Linked DNA regions of Mus musculus: all the other regions are linked to region 1. Evidence: chromatin contacts called from public HiChIP or PLAC-seq and Micro-C data. All regions are on one chromosome and are shown on one strand. The core of a region is the stretch at or near the end of the contact, and the rest is flanking DNA. Distances in the headings are between cores, read along the strand shown. Region 1 overlaps 1300002E11Rik (RIKEN cDNA 1300002E11 gene). Region 2 overlaps Etv5 (ets variant 5). Region 3 overlaps Ephb3 (Eph receptor B3).

Region 1 (4,726 bases), core at 2,021-4,520:
TGAAGACATCATTGGTTACCAGTAAGTAGGTGACTGCTATAGTACTCCTGGACAGTAGGGAGTGCTTTCTTCCAGAGGGTATACATTCTGATTCATGGTGAGGAAATGTTTATTTATCTTAGTGTGTATACATATATGTGTGTGTGTGTGTTATATGTGTGCTGGTGCATTTCTCTGTGTGTGTGTGTGTGTGTGTGTGTGTGTGTGAGTGTGAGAGAGACCCAGCTTTATGTGGGTGTTGAGAATCTGAACTCAGGTCTTTCTGCTTTTATAGCAATCATTGTACTGAACCATGTCTCCACCCTGTTTCCTTACTGCACTGAAATACTTTACTTGGTGCCTTGGAATTGTTTAAATTTAACAGAAGGCTATACAAAGTGTTGATTTTTCTCCTTATACAAATTACATAAATGCATATAATCCCAGTGATGTAAATATTTGTCAAGAAATGTAAAATGTGGACAGGAGCTACATGTTGCCTAGTCATAACCAAGCTTCTTGCATTGGTGGAGACAGAACGAATTGCATAGACTTTGAGAATTGAGCCTGCCAGGAACAAGACAGTTGGCCTCTGATGGAGAAGCTGGCCTCTGATGGAGAAGCTGGCCTCTGATGGAGAAGCTTCTTACTGCCTGTGACTGACTTTCTTCTTCTTTGACCCCTCCCCTGAACCCGAAACTCCTCACATTGATCTTTATGACCTTGCATGTAGAAATACTAGCTACCAGTGAAAAAGCCCAAGAGACACTAATTGGATATCTTGACTGTCCTTGGTCTGTATGCCCTGCCCTTATGAATCTAGTATCTGCCACTGGCCTTTCTTTTCTACCTTCTAAATACCTTTAAATTCCCTCTTTTAGGTCTAGCCTGTACCTTACTCTGTTGTCAGATTTCCTGAGCCTCTGTAAAAGCCCCTCGCTTGGTTCTCTATATTTACTCTCCTTCCCTTCTCTCATCTCGCTGCATTCAGAGGAATCTTCTTTTTGATCCTCTGCTTTAAGTCCTTGATGTTTTATTGCCTCAGGCCGCTAAGCAACAGCAGCAGTGTCCCCTATCCCACGTTTCCCCCTTGTGTCTCTGACGGTTTCAATGAGAAACGACCCTCATTGAAACCGTTTAGGACGTGCAGTCCTGCTGGGGGAAGTTTGTCACTGGGGGAAGCATTTGAGAGCTTAAGGCTCCGTCCTACTTCAAGTTTGCTCTCAGCTTGGACTAGTGGTTGAGATGAGAGATGCTAGCTTCTTTTTTCCTGCCTCTGCTGCCATGCCCTTCCATAATGGACTCTTAGCCCTTTGGAAATGTAAGCCCAAATAAACTCTTTCTTTTTTAAGTTGCTTTTAGTTGTGGTGTTTTATCATAGCAACAGAAAAGTATCTAACATAGCATCCTAGCCCTGTTTATTGAACTCATTCTACCAATCTTTGTCCAAATAGTTTTTCCTCCTTTTGTGTGTGTGTGTTTTGTTTTGTTTTTGTTTTTCAAGATAGGGTTTCACCGTATAGTCTTGGCTGTCCTGTAACTCGCTCTGTAGACCAGGCTGGCCTTGAACTCATAGAGATCTGCCTGCCTCTACGACCTAAGTACTAGGATCAAAGGCATATGATACTGCCACCTCTGGCAAATATTATTTCTTAAAAGAAGCCTTCTCCCACACTTCAGACGAGACGTCTCTCTGCCATTGTTTCCCCAGTCTCCCCCCCCCCCCCCCCCCGCAGAGTACATCATTTGCTTACTTTCTTGTGTGTTGATTGTACCTACCCCAGCAGACTGGTCATGATGGAACCAAACACTGGCACGTGTTTTATTTGCTACTATATGCCCAAGGCTGGGCAATGCCTAGAAGGTAGTAGAGATTAAGTAAGCTTTTATTAACCAGGTCTTCCTGTGTCTACTAGTTGTTATCTAGTTACTTTAACTTCTTTTAAATACCCTGAGTAATAGCTCTTTCTGTATATAAACCTTAAACCTTATCATAGTTTCTCAGGGCCTTACCTGATTGGTCACTACTGTCCCTCAGGTTTTTGTAGTTCATTTTCTAACAGACTACTTGAGATGGCTAATGTTGATAGCCAACTTGGTAGCATCTAGAACCTCTTAGGAAACACATGTCAGGGATCATCTTGGTGATCTTATTTGAAGTAGGGGGACCCCCCTGTGGGCATCTCCATTCCATAGGCTTGCATCCTGAACTTCATGAAAGAAGGCAGCAGGCAGAGGGCCACCATTATCATCCTGTTCCTCCTGACTGTGGACACAGTGTGACCAGCTGCTTCAGGCTCCTGATACCATGATTACCTTGGCACAGTGGACTGCACTCTGGAACTGTGAGCCAAAATAAACTCCTCCCTTAAGTTGCTTTTATTATCACAGCGGTAGGAAGAGTAACTAAGAAAATTGATACCAGGAAGTGAGGCCTTTTATAGATAAGCTTGAACATATTGCTCCTAGGCCTTTGAAACTAGTTTGTGGGAAGAATTGGGGAGGAGTTTAGAACTTCAGACAAGAAAAAACCCTTGCATATTTTAGGCAGAAGGTAATGGGTCATTATTCTGGGAACTTTGGAGAGGGGAACAAGAGAAATGCAGACAGTGAAGTCCTGAGGTTTCAGAGGAAAACGAGAGGACTCAGTCATGAACTGGGCAGGGGCAATTCATGTGACCTTTCAGCAGAGAGTCTGGCTTCATTGTGCCCATGCCCTGGCAACTTAGTCAAGTAGAATTTAAAGGGAGTAGATCAATTTGTTTGGCAGAAAAAAATCTCAAGACAGGGTTGCAACCAGGCTGGTGCTGGGTCTTGCGCGCGCTCAACTGGCCAGGAAGAACGACGTGCAACAGGATCCTTCTGCACACGTTTATTCAGTCCTGTTTCTTCTTTCTCTATATCTCCCTTGTTTATATCTCCCCCGAACCCTGGGCCTCTCACTCTTTTATACTCTCAGTTCCCATCCACGCACAGCAGGCCACGCCACCTCACCAGGCACGCAGCTTCAGCTAATCAGGGCAGCAGGGGCATATCTCCATCAAAATGGATTCACCGGTATCCGGTACACCTGCGCAGCTCTCAAGATGTTTGTGGCTTATATGAGGAAGTCAGGTGCAAGTCATACGACTTAGCTGCAGTCCCTGGCGCCTTTGGGACTGCCGCCACACCCGCTCCTCACAGCTGGGGAAACAGTTGTATTGTTAAAGAGATCAGTCACTGAAGAGAAATCTGAGTTGCACCTGACAATAGAAAAGGCCCTGAAGGCAAACCTCACCCACCAGACTCCAACTTATCAGGATACAAAGTCAGTCAGAGGAAGTCTGAACTGAATGGGTTCTTGATTCCTTGGGAGCAATGGCCTAGAAGAGTCCCTTGGGGTCAGCTCAGAGAAGCTGGTAGATCTATGGTCCAGGGAGCCAGGACATGTCTGGAGTTAGCAGGACTTGGCGTTGTTGTCTACCTGGTACAGGTTTTGAAATCAGTGAAAGATGCAAGATTGAAGAGGTGGTGGATTCTTGCTCCACAGTTTCAGAGAGCAGCCGAGGCCAGGTAGTGTGGCAAGGTCATAGTCCCACAAAGGGCCTGAGAGGCTACTGCCTGAAGCTGTGAATGTTGATGTCAGACCCATGGGACATCTGACAGGGAAAGCAGCGTCCATGGAGTGAAGCTACTCAAGGGAGAAGTTGAGTGTGCCTAAGTGGTACGTCCGGAGGGATGGGGATCCCGTCACCCCAATGGCAGACTTGGTACTGCAAGCTTGATGTCTTCTCTGTTGGGTTTTAGGCTTGCTTTGGGCATGATTATTCTCTCCTATGCCTTCATTTCTCCCTTTTGGAATAGGAATGGTCACTCATGTCATTTTATTTTGGAACTATGTAACTTGTTTTTTTTATTTTCTAGGCACTCACAGTTAAGAGATTACCTCAAATCTGAAATAAGGCTTTGGACTTGTGAACAGTATTGGAATTGTTGAAGAATATGGGGACTTTTGAAGTTGTCCTGGACATATGTTTGCATTATAAGATGACAATGAAGGCTGCCAGGAAAACTCAGAAAGTATTGTATTACCTTTTGACTTGAGTTCAATCCCCAAAGCCAAAGTGTGGAAGGAGAGAGCTGATTCCTGCAACTTCTTCTGACTTCTATAGCACTCACATATATCGGGCACATGCATGAGTATGCACACACACACACACACACACACACAGATCGAAAATAGTTGTAATAAAAAAAATTAAACAGATGGTCATGAAATTCTGGAAAGATGGGTTGAAAGGTCCATGGCTTCAAATTATTGTGTTTGGATGTCAAGTTTTAAAGGATGGAGTTGTGGTTAGTGTTGATTGTTAACTTTATAGCATCTAGAACTTTCTAAGAAACAAGCCTCTGGCACACAGAGATCATCTTGATATGGTTATCTGAGATAGGAAGAGCCTGCTATGGGTGGCTCCATTCCTTAGGCTTGCACCCTGGACTTAATGAAAGGAGGACGCAGACAGAGAGCCAGCATTTCCCGTCCTGTTCTTCCTGTCTGGACGCGGTGTGACCGATCGGCCACTGTGGTGCTCCTGATGCCTTGACTGCCTTGGTACGGGAACTGTGAGCCAACATAGACTCCTTCCTTAAGTTGCTTTTCTCAGGGTGTTTATCCCAGCAACAGATCAAGCAAGTAGGACACTGGCTGTCTTAGTCAGGGTTTCTATTCCTGCACAGACATCATGACCAAGAAGCAAGTTGGGGAGGA
Region 2 (4,321 bases), core at 269-2,768, 590 kb after region 1:
GATCCCAAACGGCTCCTGCCCATCAAATAGACTGACTGCTTCGCCAATACCATCCATTCACGTAGGGGCTATCTATGTGTTCTGCAAATGCTCTCTGCAGCTCTGACGTCTCAACTCTCCTCTTCCCACACCATGTGAATCCTCATGATCATAACTCCCGTGGGCAGGTCTGGCAGAACCTTTAACTTCTAAACCATCCTGCGAACTGTTACTCTGTTTTTGATAGGGTGTGAAGTATCCCAGGCAAGGTTTAAAGTCACAATGTAGCAAAAGATGGCCTTGACTTCCTGCTCACCCGGACTCCACCTCCTGAGCGCTAAGGTTATAGGCACTTGGCCTCAGTGCCTGGTTATGTGCTGTACTGAGACGCTATCCCAGGGTTTCCTGATTGGCAGGCAAGTTCCACCCCTAGCCCAGCACTGTGGCTGTTTTAAATTACTCTTAGTCCAATTAGGTTAGTGTTAGGATCTTCCTGCCTTTCTTCCAGTGCTGTGATTACAGGCAAGCGCGGCCATGACTAACTTTTCCCCTTAGTGTAGGAATCTGAAGTCAGAAGCCCATCAGTATAATACTGATATATAAATACTTTAATATAAAAAATTATAACACTTTATAATACTGAGCCTTCTCGTCTATCCCTAAAGCTTTTTTTGTGGTTCCCAGCCTTTCTAATGCTATGACCCTCATGTCGTATTGAACCCTAACCATAACATTATTTCACTGCTACTTCATAACTGCAATCTTGCTACCGTTACAAGTCCTGGTGTAAATATATCCGCCGTGCAGGATATCTGCTATGGGGCACCCTTTGGGGTCACGACCCACATATTAAGAACCTCTGCCTTTTGTATACATTCATTAAACATCAAGACATTAATTAATGCTCGTGGGCAGATCACCTTGTATTTTTCCTCATAGCTGTTCTTAGTTTCTCCGATTAGAAAACGCTGTCTGTCACTGTCACACCCTGTACTGTTTTGTGAGCGGCTCACCTCTGCATTGCTTTACCGACCTTCCTAGGCCTACCAGCCTTTCACTAGCCGCCCCCCTCTTCTAGCACTCTCAAGGCCAAGGAAGAACTCCAGAGAGCCTTTCCTCTCGCTTTAACCTGACAACCACCCATTACATAATCATTACAATGAAGCGGTACCCGCCCAGATTAAGTGAAATTCAAACACTCGGCCATATGGCTAGAGAACTGGCTCAGCAGTTAAGAGCACCGACTGCTCTTCCAGAGGTCCCAAGTTCAAATCCCAGCAACCACATGTGGCTCACAACCATCTGTCACAGGATCTGATGCCCTCTTCTGGTGTGTCTGAAGACGGCTACAGTGCACTTGCATATTTATAATAAATAAATAAATAAATCTTAAAAAAACAAAACAAAACAAAAAAACAATCCTCGGCCATAATTTCTTTCCTAAAATGTCCCTGGACCCACGTAAAGTTTCCTGACGTAAGCCCTAAGGACCAGTTTAGGCTGACGTAGCAGGAAGTGTAACAGCAAGTTCCCCTTTTCTTCACGTTGTCCTGTGAACTCTGCTAAGTCAGGGTCACTGCCATTGAAAATGATGAGTGGATTTCTCAGTGCTTAAAAGTCTTGACTCAAAGCCCACATACAAAGTAACTCTCTTAGCTCTCATAGCATGCACTATGGAAAGTCTAACCACTGACCTTACAGCTCAGCTTAGAAATGGTAATCCTCAATTAAACGTGTGTATTATCAAAAAAAAATGAAAATAAAAAGAGGAAGGAGGAAGTCCTTCCACATGTGTGCTGCACTTTCATTTCGGCCCTGCTCCCCAGATAAATTCATTTTTAAAGGACAAAGCAAGCTCCTTACCTTCATGGCTGCTGGAGAAATACCCGCCTCTCATGTAGGATGACTGGCAGTTAGGCACTTCTGAAAGGAAACACAGCACTCTTAGCAACAATCCCTACATAACAGCAGAGACGATGCTGGAAACAGCAGAGAGCACGCACGCTGGCAGCCAAGGCCCGAAACCTCACAGCTAAGGATGCGCACTAAGTTCTCGTCAACCTGACAGAAGTCTGAGTTACTTGGGAAGAGAGGGACCTTCCACCAAGCAAGACAGGCTGGTGGCACATGTGTGGGGCATTTTACTGACTAATCACTGTAAGGGCTGGGTCCTGGCCTACTGTGGGAAGTGTCTGCCTAATGCAGGTGGTCCTGGAGTGTGTGTGACCGTAGGCTGGGTAAGCCAGAGGAAAAGCCAGTACGTGGCACTCCTCCGTGGTCTCTGCAACAGCTCTTGCCTTGGCATCCCTCGATGATGATGGTGCGTCATCCCTACGCCAAATACTCCAGTCCCACTCCCTACATCACCAAGTTGCTTTTGATGAGTGTTTTATTACAGCAACTAAGAATCAACCTAAGAGAAAGGTCAAGTGTTTAATTTAAGGCCTTGGTCTGTGGAAATGGACCAAGCTAATAAACAATATGGTAAACACTACAAACCACCAAGACCCTTCTCATCAAGAGGCACAGGACAAAGAGATAAAGCTCTGTCTCATCTTAGAACCCGTTATCACTGCACTTGGTGGGCAAGCTGACAGGAACACAAGAAACTGCCTGTCCAAGGGGCTTCCAGATGGGGAGGGGAAGAGCCTTAGCTCTTTCTCAATCTGCTCCTCTGGTCACTGAAGGCCACATCCAATTCTGTTGCCTGGAGTGAGGGTATTTAAGGCCAGAGGGATTAGTGGCACTAAAGCTCTGCAGCCAGGATGACAACTGGCAGGGTGGGTACTGTAGTTTGGTGAGCATGTTTTCACCCCACTGGATCTGTGATGCTGAAACTAACACTCAAGCGGTCTCTTCTTCAGGTCCCATGAGAGGAGAGAGTGATCTGGGTGCACACTGGGAATGCTTCTGAGGTGAACCTCCACGGAATGCTTTTCCTCAAGTGAATGGGAGGAGATTAAAAATGGCTGGCCAAATTAAAATGTCAATGCCAGCAGGCTGGAGAGGGCTCAGTGGTTAAAAGAACGAACATACTGCTCTTCAAGAGGACCTAAGCTTCAATTCCTAACACCCACAACAACAGCTCACAACCATCTGTAGCTCCAGTTGGGGGGTTGGGGGACGACAACGACGGGGACTGGGGCACTCACATATACATACACTGACACACACACATAACTAAGCTAATAGTATATAATATATATTATACATACTAGAGTCAATTCCAGTCCTAAAGAAAAAATATGGCCATCATATCATGACTTCCAAGAAATATGTTTCAAAGTCTTCAAAAAGAATTCAGTGACAATTTATTTGTATAACCTATCAGCAGTCTCCACTGGCCTACGTTCTCAGATTGCCCCAAACTAGTTTCTATCTAAATCATGGTGTTATCTCAGAGACCAAGAGCAGACTCTATATCCCACTTCACCCACAAGAGCCATTCAGCTGACTGCTCCAACCTTCCAAAGGGGCTTAAGAAAAGCCCACAGCGAGAAAAGCCCACAGCGAACGGCAGAAAACCCACCAACTACTCCCAGGTCATTTCAGTCCTGACTGTAAGGAAAGAGTGGGAATGCTTACTCTCCCTGGTCGGCTTTCCTCCAGAGTCTGGTTCACAAGACACAGAGGTCAAACAGCCTCAACTTAACATGCTGAAGCTCCTAGGCAAACAGCAGGGACCATCACAGGTTACACATCTTCCTGTGCAGACCAGTAGCCTCTGCAGGACATAGCAATGGAAAACAGCGCCTCAGAGAATCTGGGAGCACTCAGCACATCTGCGGGACAGCAGCAGGTGCTTCTTGGAAGGTTTATTTCAATCACAGAACTGTGTCTGAGAGGCGACCTCTTTTCTTATGATTATACTGTGTCTGCTGTATTGAAAACAAAGCCTCAAAGCTAAAACACCCAAATTGTGTTCCTTATGCCCGGTACCCTTAAGGGTAGGGCACCACCCAAATGTGGGCTCAGCAGGCTTCAAATTCGCCTTAGGTGTATTTTACACACTTCTGAATACAATGAACTAATTCATTAAGCTCTTTGAGGGTTGTTGATTTGGTTTTAGAAGTGCTGGGCATGAACCCCAGGATATTGCGTTGCTACAATCTTCAGTCCCGAAAGGCAATTCTTAGACCCTCGAAGAGAGCAGCCCAATGCTCATCAGACAGCCAGGTGAGAACATAGACGCCGATGCAGTGAGTTTGCGCTAACCTGAGTCAGCACAGTAATCTCGGGGCTCCTGCTTGATCCCCATGGGTGACTGGAACCCATGTGCTGGAGGACCAGGCATCCCAGGGACCCCATGTTCATACAGTGGGTCATGGTATTCCTGCTTGAA
Region 3 (4,583 bases), core at 1,601-4,100, 600 kb before region 1:
GGCAGCTGGGTACCTGATGGGGTGGGAGTGGCCCCTTGGCCCAAGGGCTATCCTTAGGCTAAGTCTCCCATTGGCCTTCTGCTTCAAGTCCCGGTTGGGCCACTGGGCCCGGCATCCTGGGGAGGAATGGAGGCCTTGTGCCAGGGCCAGATGTCCATGGTCCAGGCTGGCAGAGACAGCCCAGGGTGGGAAGACTGAGGCTTTGGGCTCCCTGCCCCATGCTTCTCCTTCTCTCTTCTCCTTCTCAGGTTTATTTAATTACAAATCCCCATGATCTGAGAGAAAGAATGGAAAACAAAATGTGTTCTCTGTTCAGAGATGTTCCCCTCCCACCATCCCTGATGTGGAGACCAAGGGACCATAGCTAAGGATGGGAGAGTGACCCCGAGGAAGTTAGGCACTCAAAGCAAAAAACTGAAACAGTAACAGAAAGAAAAACAACAACACTACATCTACCTGAGTGTACGCACACAGACACACACACACACACACACACACACAAGGGCAGGATTCCCACAAACCCTTTCCCTCTCACGCCTTCCCAGATGGTACAAGCATGGACATAAACTGACCCATGACTGGAATAAGACACTGGGAACCTGAGCCCCTGTTTGGGTGCAAGGTAGGAACTCTATGGGGGTAAGAACAGCGGGGGTAGATTTCTACAACTTATGAAGACTATAGGGCACTCCTTTCTGACCAGACCCTGTTCTCTGTCCCTGCCCTTCTGTGATAACCCCCACCCCATCACCCCCCAGCTTTCCTAACTGTGAAATACGACTTTTCCCTGCCACTTCAGAATTCTTGGCCTGCATTTAACTCAAAGGCTTCTTGGGTCTGATCTGTCTCCCTTCTTGTTTGTTGTTTCCTGGGCCAAGGTGACACTTTTGCTCCAGGGTTTACTCTGGAGGACTTGGAACCTGGAGGTACTGTGGAGTCTGGCATCTCAGTAAAATTGAGTGGGCCTGGCCCTTCACCAGGGCAGCCAGCAAGGATCTCAGGCTGTGCGCTTGCACAAGTGTAGTCAAACGAGACCCTCAGAGGCAGACCAGGTTATCCACAGTGTCCCCATCGTTACCAGCTCTCCAAACTTAAGCGCCAGCTCCTGAACCAGACTGCTGAATGATGCTTCCTCCCCAAGGCTTAGGAGTCCACACACTACCATTTTGCTGCCAGGGAAGTGGCTTGCTGCTTAGGCAGGGGCTATACCTGAGGAGGCCGCACCCAGCCACACCCAGAATCATCTCAATGCCCCTGCCCCACCCCCAGCCTTGTGACCTGACTGACTGCTCCTGCTTTAGCCAGGACAACAGGAAGTAGATCTGGGGTTGCCCTGCCTCTTTGAGAGGTAGGGTAAGAATTAGCACCTTCCCCCAACTTTTCCATAGGTCTACCTCAAAGAAAAGCATGCTTGCTGTGAGTGTCTGCTGCTTGTGGAACCTCTGAGTTGTTACACTAACTTTAATGATTGATGCTTTTTCTCCCCTGAAACAAAAGTTTCTCTGTGTAACCCTGACTGTCTTAGAACTCTCTCTATAGACTTTATTGGCCTCAAACTCATAGGGATCGTCCTGCCTCTGCCTCCCACATACTGGGATTAATGTATGCCACAAACTGCCCCGTTGATGGTTGATTCTTAAATTGAGTTTCCGTGCTCCTTCGTGGTGCTGTGGTGTTTTCCATGTGTTGTGCAGGGAAACTAGTACTTGTGTTTGTAGTTTCTGTGCAGGATGGTGTGCCTTGTAGCTGTGCAATGGGGCGTGTGAGGGGAGGATGTGCTGTAGGATTGGGCGTGCCTGTCCCTAGAAAGGCTGTGTGGCCGAGAGTGGGCCTGCCTTAGGGCACGCTGGATCTGTGTGTAGGAAAGATTCTGTGAATGTCTAAGGAGACTAATCTGTTTGTGCCACATGCATCTGTCAGAAGAGCTGTGTGGGGGCCGTGTACGTGTTTGTGGGTGGTTCCGAGTAGATTTGTCCACCAGATGTGTTGACTTTCCCTTCTTTGGTCCCAGTAGTGGGAAACAACTTCAGCCACAGAGAACTGGGTACTGCCTGTGCAAGTGTTGTGTTTGTGCATAGGTGAGAGCCACACAGTTGCTGCCACAGCTACTTGCTTTGGCTGTGGCCCGGTGGAAAACCGAAAGGGTGTTTTGTCAAAGCCCCAGTTCCAGATCACCAACATGGTGATAGCTTCCCATTGACTCTTAAGAACAATACAAGTCCTGTGCCTAGGGGCTGGCCGTCCTTTCTTATCTCCCTCCACAGCCACCTGGTTAAGGGGTTGGCGTGGAAGCAGCAGCTAGGAGTATTTGGAGGTTGCTCTTTTGTTCTTAGTACTTGTCTTCGCAGCAGAGAAAAGATCTCCCTCCTGGTACCGTGAGTAGAGATGGGTGCTATAACCCAGTCAGTCCTTCTGAGACCAGGCCACTGATACTCAGTCTGCCCTAGATCTCCCTCCCGTGCTTGGGCAGACTGCAAGGAGCAGACCCCTCCTCTCCCAAGAGAAGAGGGGAAACCAAAGCGGCCCGCCTCCTCCCCACCCTGGTGACCGGAGCCCGAGCCCCTCCTCAGGCACACAGGCCTGGAAACCCAAGTCCTCTCCTCATTAATGGGAAAAATGTGCCGAGATTGAGCGATGGCCAAAGGCTGATCCCCTCCCTCCCTCTCCAGAAATTAAACAGAAATGAAGAGCCTCCCTCTCTCCCTCCTCCTTCACCCGCCTCCAGCCCTCCCCTCTCTCCTCCCCCTCCCCTCCTCCCGGAGCCAGCGCAGGGCTTGTTTTAAACTGTGGAGGAATCTGGCTGGAGGGGGGAGGGGGCTGAATATTTGGGTTTAAACAGTTCCAGATGGGTTTGGCACAGGCTGAGCAGAAGGAAGTGAGGGAGAGGGAGGAGGGAGGCAGCGCGCGGGAGCTGTGGGAGCCCTTGCCTGCTCCAGCGGGCGGGCAGCGGCAGGCGGCGGCGGGCAGACAAGCAGGCGGACTGGCCGGCTGGTTGGCTGGGGGAGGGTATGCGCTTGGCTCAGCGCGGAGTGGCTGCTCACTGGGACAGGAGTATTCCAGGCTGCCGGCTGGGGAAGAGGCCACTTGGCAATCTCCTTCTCTGTCGATGTCTCTTTGGGCCTCCTTGTCTCTTCATCTTACTGTCTGTTGTAGTCCGCTGCCCAGCATCTCGCTGTCTGGTCCCAGTCTGCCAGAGTCGTTCAACTTGGACCATCTTCTGGTCCAGCCAAGGCCCTGCTTTCCGTGCTATCTCTAGGTCCCTGCTTCTGATCATCTCTGCTTTCCTGAAGGACCACTTTCAGGACAAATATGTGTCTGTAGGTCTGTCTGCCAGAGGAGGCTGGGACAGCTTGCCATGAAGACAGCTTAGTAAGGACCACCAGCTGCTGTAGTTATAGAGCCTGGCTCCTTGCAGCGAGTGCCTGCTTAAACTGTGCCCCTGTGCCACCCACTTGGGTCCACTCATCTCTGCCCTGTCCCCCCACTGGGCTCTCTGATGGCTTCTGCAGGAACATGTGGAGTTCGTACCTTCTAGAGACCCTCAGCTGTCCCATCAAGGATGCAACAGCCTCTAGACGTTCTGGGGTGTCTCTGCCTGTTAAAGTCCAAAGTTGAGACTTCTTTGGGTCTCAGGCTACAGGAAAGAAGGGGGCGTGGAGGGGATTGTCCCTTGCCTTCCTGGTGTCATGCTAGGTCTGATCTTGGGTTTTTGCTGTCTTCAGTTGTCTAGCCAAAGCTCAGAAACAGATTCTAGGGTGCAAGTTTATGTCTAGAACATTACAGGTGCCCCTCCCATGGCTGAGCAAGCTGAGCTGACAAGGAACTGGAGCTCAAAACAGAGAGGGGCTGTTGTCCCTTGATTCACAGAGGAAAGTGACTCACCTGTCTTGGGGATACAAGAAACACTTCCTGGAGGGAGAAGTTTGGTGGGACACACAGCCAGTTTCCAGTTTTCTGAGCTTTACGGGGGGGGGGGGGGGGCGTTGGTTTTCATTTTTGAGACAGAATTTCACCATGTAGTCCCACACTAAGCTGAAACTCCTCGCCCTCCAATTAGACCAGCTCTGTGTGGGCATCCTGCTTCTGTAGAGGACTGTGAGCAGTGCCTTCTCCAGGGATTTCATGAAGCTTTGAATTAAGTTCTAGGCACCGGTGGTCCTTTTACCTCAAAGAGCATCCTTGCTTCAACCCCCACAGGTGGCTGAGTAGGAGGCTGGGAGCAGGCCCTGGCCTGCCACTGCTCTTCCCCAGGGCAGTGTGTGAGGCTGGGCCTTTGTGCTGGGAATGGAGTCAGGGGAGGCCCACACTGCTGGGTCTGAAGCCCACAGCCCTTTGTTCCAGGATAAAGGCCCTGCTGGCCCCTTTGTGTGAAGATTAGTAGAGCCTGAGGTGTGTGAACCAGCCTTTGCTCCAGCCTCAGTTAACCCAAGCCTAGGGTCAAAGGTGGACATCTACCCCTACCAAGCCAGACACATCTTTGGAGTTGTGACACCTCTGGGGATGACTTCAGGGTCAGGAAAGGGGAGGCATCTTTGGAGACTTGGGAGAGGCTGTCCCAGACGGAAACTTGTTTCTTACATCCC

Evidence for each region. Hi-C and Micro-C count contacts between places; a contact is called where the count stands out from the background. HiChIP or PLAC-seq counts read pairs in DNA pulled down with a chosen protein or histone mark.
Region 2: an H3K27ac HiChIP or PLAC-seq map of embryonic stem cells shows a contact between it and region 1, with 5 read pairs. The contact joins two enhancer-like sites.
Region 3: a Micro-C map of embryonic stem cells shows a contact between it and region 1, with 2.8 times the contacts expected there. The contact joins two enhancer-like sites. A contact is called at or near these places in 5 of 39 promoter capture datasets (the 3T3-L1 cell line, cranial neural crest, frontonasal cranial neural crest and 2 more), 4 of 484 Hi-C or Micro-C datasets (cortical neurons, embryonic stem cells and palatal mesenchyme) and 5 of 115 datasets of contacts at active chromatin or transcription factors (astrocytes, embryonic forebrain, embryonic midbrain and 1 more).

What each region holds. Positions count from the first base shown.
Region 1 is chr16:21,804,796-21,809,521 of GRCm38.p6, forward strand. 1300002E11Rik (RIKEN cDNA 1300002E11 gene) reads left to right here. Exons shown (of 3, transcript NR_037958.1): 3 at 3,883-4,245. Among named protein-coding and RNA genes, the nearest start is that of 1300002E11Rik, 13 kb to the left of the region's middle. Within about 2 kb of position 3,271, at least 12 of the 459 cell types and tissues checked have an H3K27ac peak or open chromatin away from gene starts, as enhancers often do. A contact at or near this core is called in embryonic stem cells, where this site is marked.
Region 2 is chr16:22,397,478-22,401,798 of GRCm38.p6, forward strand. It overlaps Etv5 (ets variant 5), which reads right to left. Exons shown (of 13, transcript NM_023794.2): 8 at 4,195-4,321; 9 at 1,843-1,902. Among named protein-coding and RNA genes, the nearest start is that of Etv5, 40 kb to the right of the region's middle. Within about 2 kb of position 1,519, at least 65 of the 459 cell types and tissues checked have an H3K27ac peak or open chromatin away from gene starts, as enhancers often do. A contact at or near this core is called in embryonic stem cells, where this site is marked.
Region 3 is chr16:21,208,236-21,212,818 of GRCm38.p6, forward strand. The region is part of intron 1 of Ephb3 (Eph receptor B3); the gene reads left to right. Among named protein-coding and RNA genes, the nearest start is that of Ephb3, 5.7 kb to the left of the region's middle. Within about 2 kb of position 2,851, at least 230 of the 459 cell types and tissues checked have an H3K27ac peak or open chromatin away from gene starts, as enhancers often do. A contact at or near this core is called in embryonic stem cells, where this site is marked.